Regions from separate parts of the Triticum aestivum genome. Here region 1 is linked to region 2. A link is a contact called in public Hi-C data. All regions are on one chromosome and are shown on one strand. Each heading gives the region's core, a stretch centred on a gene start, on an enhancer-like site or on the middle of the called end of the contact. The rest is flanking DNA. Distances are from core to core; before and after follow the strand shown.

Region 1 (3,320 bases), core at 280-2,779, 100 kb before region 2:
CAAATCATCAACGTTGATGAGCTTACCTAATAGAGAAGCCGGGACCTTGATGTGCAGGTCAAACCCTTGTCCGTTGGGGAACTGTCCGCTGGGGAACTGGTAGACGTCCACCAACTCGTGGGCCCAGGTCAGGCACCCGGTGCCGCCGCTATAGCTGTACGCGTTGCACGTGCAGTTGGCCAGGCACCACTGCCTGCACGCGTCCGCGCTGATGACCGCCGACTCCCACGCCGCCAGGTCCGGCAGCTTCACGCCGGAGAGGACGGCGAACGCGTCGCTGCCGCTCATGCTCACGTTCCTCTCGCTGCAGGTCAGCTGGCTGCTCCTCACGCACCCCTGCGTCCACACCCCGTTGCTGTACTCCTCTTCGGATTTCGGCTCAAAACCTGCGAGTTTGCACCAACGGAGTTGAGCGATCGTCCATGGGGAGTAATGTGGCAAGTTTCTACATGATCGGAATGCCGTCTAACCTCTGAGGCAGGTGCAGTGGTCGGCGGCGGAGCACTCGGCGTTCGGGCCGCACGTGTTGTAGGCCTGGCACGGCATCGTCGGCTGCGACCAGACGACCTCCCAGGCGCCGGTGGCGTCCACAAGCTGGTAGCACGTCTCCGTGCCGTTGGGCTGGAGCACGAACCTGTACTGCGAGGAGTTGAAGCGCTGGAAGGTGTAGAACAGGCCGTTGCTCTGGGACGGGTCGCCGGAGAGCTGGAAGCCGTAGAGGTTGAGCGGCCGATACGGGATGCCCACGAAGCTGCCCTTGGCCCACTGCCCGGACCTCCAGTGCGTCACGTCCTTGCCGTCCTGGCCGCGGCGCCATATGAAGAGCTGCGCCGAGCCCAGCGGGTCCTGCCCCAGCGTGAAGTTCCCGGGGGCCGGGTCGTCGGGGCTCCTCCACGACCGGAACAGCGTCTGCCTGACGACGGCGCCGCCGCGCCGGGCCAGCGTGATGTTCATCCCGGGGAGGAAGGTGTCCGCGGGGTGGTCGAAGCTCTGCCACAGCTGCACCGCCTGCGCGCCGCTGCCGCCGGCGAGCACGAGGTTCCCCGTGTCCTGGATCGTCAGCGTGAAGTTCCCCGCCGACGAGGTCGTGTTGGTCCGCCACACGACGCGCTCCCCCTCCAGCACCCGGAGGTCCCCGGAGTCCGTGACGGTGGCGGAGTAGGACGGGGCCGTGGCGCGCACCGGCGCGTCGCGGTTGGCCACCCACGGCACGGTCGGCTCCGCGGCCCTGGCGAACATGACGCCCAGGTACACCCGCGAGCCGTCGCCGCCGCGCGGGGAGAAGAAGGAGAGCGAGAAGGCGCCGTTGGCTGACAGGAGCTTCTCGTTGCCCGCCAGCGACTGCCCTTGCGACAGCGTCGTGCCCGCGTCGGCGTGGGCGTGCCGGCAGAGGAGGAAGATGAGCAGCGCGAGCGCTGCGGAGGTGGCACGAGCCATCAATGGCGGCTGGGGTCGAGCGAGTCCTCGCTCGGCTCTCTTGTGGGATCGGAGGAGAAGAGGTCGTGGTGGATAAAACAGGTGCTGCTACGAAAGAGGTTGCTTCTTCCTCGGGCGCGTGGTTATATATCAAGAGCGAGAGCGCGAGAGCCGCGTGGGGAAAGCATTTGGGCCGCATGGTTTTGAATGGGATTTAATTAGGCAGGCTAACCAGCTTTAATAACTGAAAGGGTTCATTAGGCGTGGTGCGAGTGCGAGTACACTAAAGAGTGGTTAGAGTTATGCAACGGAAGGGGCTGCGAAGCTCCCGGTTCACATTGTTTGAGACTCAACAAGACTGCACCAGCAACAAAACTCGTTAGTCGTTGATATGGTACTAGTATCTTTGATCGAGGACAAGGTGATTCACGTCGCTGATGAGGAGCCGCTACGGGAGGTTGCAGCTCTTAACTAATGATGGCAAAATGGAGTGCTTTTCGAAGGGCGTGTCCAAAGAGTGCCATATCATCGTCAATCAGCTTTTTCTACTTAGGACAAATTTTACGTGGAGTAGGTGATGATTAATTGTTTGTTAAACACTTGAACTTCATAGGATTGCTACACGCAAACAAATGCGAACGCACTAAAAAAAGGGGGGAAATGTTTTCTGTCCATAAAGGAAACAGTGTGGAGAGAGAAGACACCTCCCCCTGGCCGCCTTCCAACACAAACCCTAAACCCGCCGCCTCCTACTTCCCATTCATCTCTTTTTCCTTCTTGCCTACTTAGAAACCGGTAGCTGAGCGAAGTCTCAATAGCATAGGTCGATGATGGCACCGCCGAGGAGGTCGCCACTCCGTCAGCCTTCGGCAGTGACATGCGATCTCCGGGCGGCTGCTACTGCTAGAACCTGAGAGTGTGGCTGCCTAGCGACAACGGCGGTGTTTTCAGTCTTTCCCAATTCTGGTTAACAATGCACCGATGACTACATTCATGTCTACATGGTCATGGGCCGCATAAATAGCCCGTCCTTGGTGGCCATCCGCACCTTCTTGGGATGGACCTCCACTCAGGCAAGCGGGTGGTTGCGACACACGTCGGTGGAAATGTATTTTATAGAGGCTTCTTCAAGTGGGCGCCTCATTAATTTGATTGTAATGTAAAACAAAAAAAAACAATTTGTGTTATAATTGGCGAAGGGATACTTTGTGCAGTAACCTTTCCAAATGTGTTGGGTGGCGGGTACTTGCTGTTAGAACAACTACCTTTTGAGATATGAACTCAAATTTGCCGTTACTACCTTAGTCTAAGTTTATTAGTTCCCATCGTATTTTAGTCAAATTTGACCACATATTTGAGTAGCAAAATATTGTGTCATCAAAATTATATTGCTAAATTTGTAATTGAATGTAGTTTCTATCAATATTATTTGTGGTACTTTTATCAGTTAAAGTTATCTTCAAAATATGACAAAAAAATACAAGGGGGGCTAGTAAACCCATACAGAGGTAGTAAAATGTAAGCTAAAACTTACTCCCTCAGTCCGGATTTATTGATTCCTTTTGTGTTTGTTTTAAATTTTGACAATAGATTTGACAAATAAAATATAAGTTACATGTCACGAAATTTATATTGTTGGATTCATATTCGAAAGAATGCAGTACCTTTTGACAGTGCAATAGTAACAATTCTCTTCTTACTTTTAAAGCCGATTCTTCTGGTAACTTCTTGAAGTTCAAGCCAGCTTTAGTAAAAACTAATAATAATTAATTCAGGTCATTGAGTTGAATTGTCTAGATCAGCTCGGTTCTTGTCGCCAATATAGTGTCAGCGGCTACGCGGGTTTGATCGTTGGTGAGAACGGCCAAAGAGGGACAATTTTCGTAGATTTTGTGTGTACGCAG
Region 2 (3,126 bases), core at 547-3,046:
AGAATAAAGAAGGTTAAAATATTCATGTGGTGTTTGGATATAGGTGTCCCCTTAACTGAAGATAACCCGGCAAAAGGCAAATTCCAAGGATGTATAGGAAGACGATTCGTAGCACCAATGTGTGACGGCACGCAGATTTCTGACTGTCGACTGCTTCGTGATTCAGAAACTGGTTTGGTCTTTGCATGTGCTTTAGCTCTTAATTATCTTAGATGGGGTCCATGTGTGCAACTTTGTTGTAGCTTTGGCAGCTCCACCCATCCCACATTTCTTTTGACTTTTAAATTTGAATCTGTTGTAACTTTTGGATCAAAATTTTAATTTATATTTCGTTTGAATTTTTGTGTTTCTTGTGACGAGGGCTTTTAAATAAGATCCATTTTGAATTTGTTTTGTTGAGTTTTGATAAATTCATTAAGTTTGAACTGTTGAAACTTGGTACTAGCGAACAGCAAAATCGAAAGTTTCAGAAACTGAAACTTAAAACTTGACGTGCCCTCATACGGAATCCAACTACTTTGCAGATTGCGACGCAAATCAGGGCGGTTGGGCAAGTTTCAACTACTAAAACTTGATAGAATGATGATATATTTAGCATGTTTCAAAACTTAAACTTAAACCGTAAACCCTAAGCCCAAAACCCTAAAACCCTAAAAGCATATGAAACTTGGTAAAACTTAATGTTATGAGTATCAAGTTCCAATATTTGAAACTTGAATTTTTAAATAGAAAAATTGTCGAAATATATTCAAGATTGGTCTTCTTCAAAAGTTCTCGTCACGACGAACACAAATATGCAAAGGAAACTTAATTTATACTTTTGGTTCAAAATATATAGTAGATTAAAATAAAAAAAAGGCATGGGAGGTGGGGTGGATGATGTATGCAACTCTGACAAAAGCTGCAAAAAGCATGCATGAATGGACCCCGCACTACAGTAATCAAAGGCATAAGACTAATCAAGTTTATGAATCTTAAAGCAATTAGATGGCTGAGAATGAATGAGCAGGTTCGTGCCCCTGCACCTACGTGTGCCTGCGAATTTCTGGATGTAAAAAGAGTTATCTTTTGACAAAGAGGAAACAATATGTCTTTTGTTCCTTTCATGCCCATTTGACATTCTTCTTTGATGTACGATTCATGTAGACTTTAATCTTCCTTCACCAACTAATCTTCTATATCTAAATAGTTAGCTTCCACTAATATATTTCTCTCATTATGCAATGAATATGTTTGCGTGGGGTAGGGGTTAGGTTTGGCAAAGATGCGCACCAAAACCCTCTGCTTTACATATAGGCACGAATGCTTAAGAAAAATGATTTGTTTTCACGAACACCTCTTTAAGCATTTTTGCACGGCCTAGTTTGTCTCTATGAGAAGTTTTTTCTTTCCTGGAGCCTACACCAAGTTACTATGTCGAGTAGTCGAGTAGTACTAGAAATTAACTATGGCAGTGGGCAATGGCGACAAGGAGTGTGCTGGCCAATAAAGTGGTGATGTCGATGAAGGTGACGAGAAGTGGTGTAAGGGCATCTCCAACGTGGACACTCAAAAAGCCCGCAACCGTCTGGATGCAATTTGCCATTAACACGGTACTTCATTGGTCTGCCGACCAGTTTGGTTGTCGGGATTCTTGCAAACAGGATGCAAACTGAGATGTCCTAACGCGGCACCGCTTGGTCCACGGACAAATACCGTGTCGTGTCCGTTTTAGGGATAGTGTTGGACATGGCCCAAGATCTGGCTGTACTTGTACGTGCGCGTTCATTGAGGGAGAAAAGGAGAGGTGACACGACAAGCCGGGATGGTGACACCAGTGGCACACCACCACCACAACCTCTTTTTGTGTTGTAGTGGAGTGACTTGTTCCTTCACTAGCGCATCTATGAAGTGCTGCGATGTGATCCAGGTGGACGAGGTGCTTAACTTTGGGTGGCTATCTTGAGGAAGAAGCCTTTTTCGCTTCGGCGCTACTCTTGAATAAAGAGAGTTACTACAACAGTTGGTATTCAGTAATCAGGGGCAACATGATAGTAGATGATACCTTGGGCCGAGAAAATACAACAGTGGTTAGACAACAAGATATAACCTTGTTGCTATGCAAGAAAACTGCGCACGTGAGGCCATCAAATTTCCCGTAATAACACACGCATGGCGTGACGACCGGCCGCTGGAAAGCACGCGGATACGTGGACCAGGTCGGTGGGTCGTACTACATGTCCCACGAGCGTAAAGCGGTGTCGACTGCTTGCTTGCTTGGACCCGCAACACGGATTTTTAGCTGTACCAACAGAAAAACCGAGAGTTCAGGAACCGGAGGAATGAATGATCAGCGTCACCCACCCCTGCTGCCTTGGAAAGGCGAATAATGTGATTCACTCGGTAGAATAATATTTAGATCATTCTGGCTTTGCCTTTTGCAGTGCAGCAGGAAAAGAAAAGAGAGAGTATAAACTGGTTCGATGGAGCAGCAACTTTCTTCAAGAGTAGCAAAGCTGTATCAGTGCTTAAAACGAGCTGTGAGCTTCCAGGGAACGAGGTCGGAGCAGACGATCAGACTCAAAACTCGATGGCAACCGCTGGATATGACGTTCTCTTCAAGCTACGCTTTGTGTCGCTGTACATGATCTACAGGAGTCCCACGCTATGCACCGGCTATCCGGGGGACAAGGACGCGGACGGGTTCTATATATATCCAATGACTTCACTGCATAAACAACCCCAAACTTAGCAGCTCGTGGCCAGTTTATATCCATACCCATGGATATCATATGGCACGCCCTATAGAAATCTAGCTCCTCCTGGCTTCTCAAGTCTATACCCATGACCAACAACTCCATATCTATCAGAATAAAATTGTTCAGCAACTCTGCATCGAAACCCGGAGCTACCGGGCCAGATAAACAACGAGAGCTAATCTCTCGTAGAGAGTCAAGCTGATGATGCCCTTGATGGACAAACAAGCGGTTTTTTTATGGACAAACAAGCGGTTTTGACTGTGCCAACAGAGAACGTGTTACTATTGTCTTTGCGGTTGTCGTCGTCGTCGTTTTCTTTCTCCTCCATGATCTCCATTATGGTCGTCGTTGTCATGGACCAAACAAGGACCAAGCTATGGATGTGGTG

The links. Hi-C and Micro-C count contacts between places; a contact is called where the count stands out from the background.
Region 1: a contact with region 2 is called in a Hi-C map of leaf, with 3 times the contacts expected there. The contact joins the promoter of LOC123052448 here to the enhancer-like site in region 2. A contact is called at or near these places in 2 of 5 Hi-C or Micro-C datasets (both in leaf).

Annotation. Positions count from the first base shown.
Region 1 is chr2D:183,241,415-183,244,734 of IWGSC CS RefSeq v2.1, reverse strand. It overlaps LOC123052448 (G-type lectin S-receptor-like serine/threonine-protein kinase B120), which reads right to left and starts at 1,529. Exons shown (of 7, transcript XM_044475631.1): 1 at 471-1,529; 2 at 27-386. The coding sequence starts at 1,437.
Region 2 is chr2D:183,139,206-183,142,331 of IWGSC CS RefSeq v2.1, reverse strand. No RefSeq gene overlaps it. Among protein-coding and RNA genes, the nearest start is that of LOC123052446, 11 kb to the right of the region's middle. Within about 2 kb of position 1,796, at least 2 of the 8 cell types and tissues checked have an H3K27ac peak or open chromatin away from gene starts, as enhancers often do. A contact at or near this core is called in leaf, where this site is marked.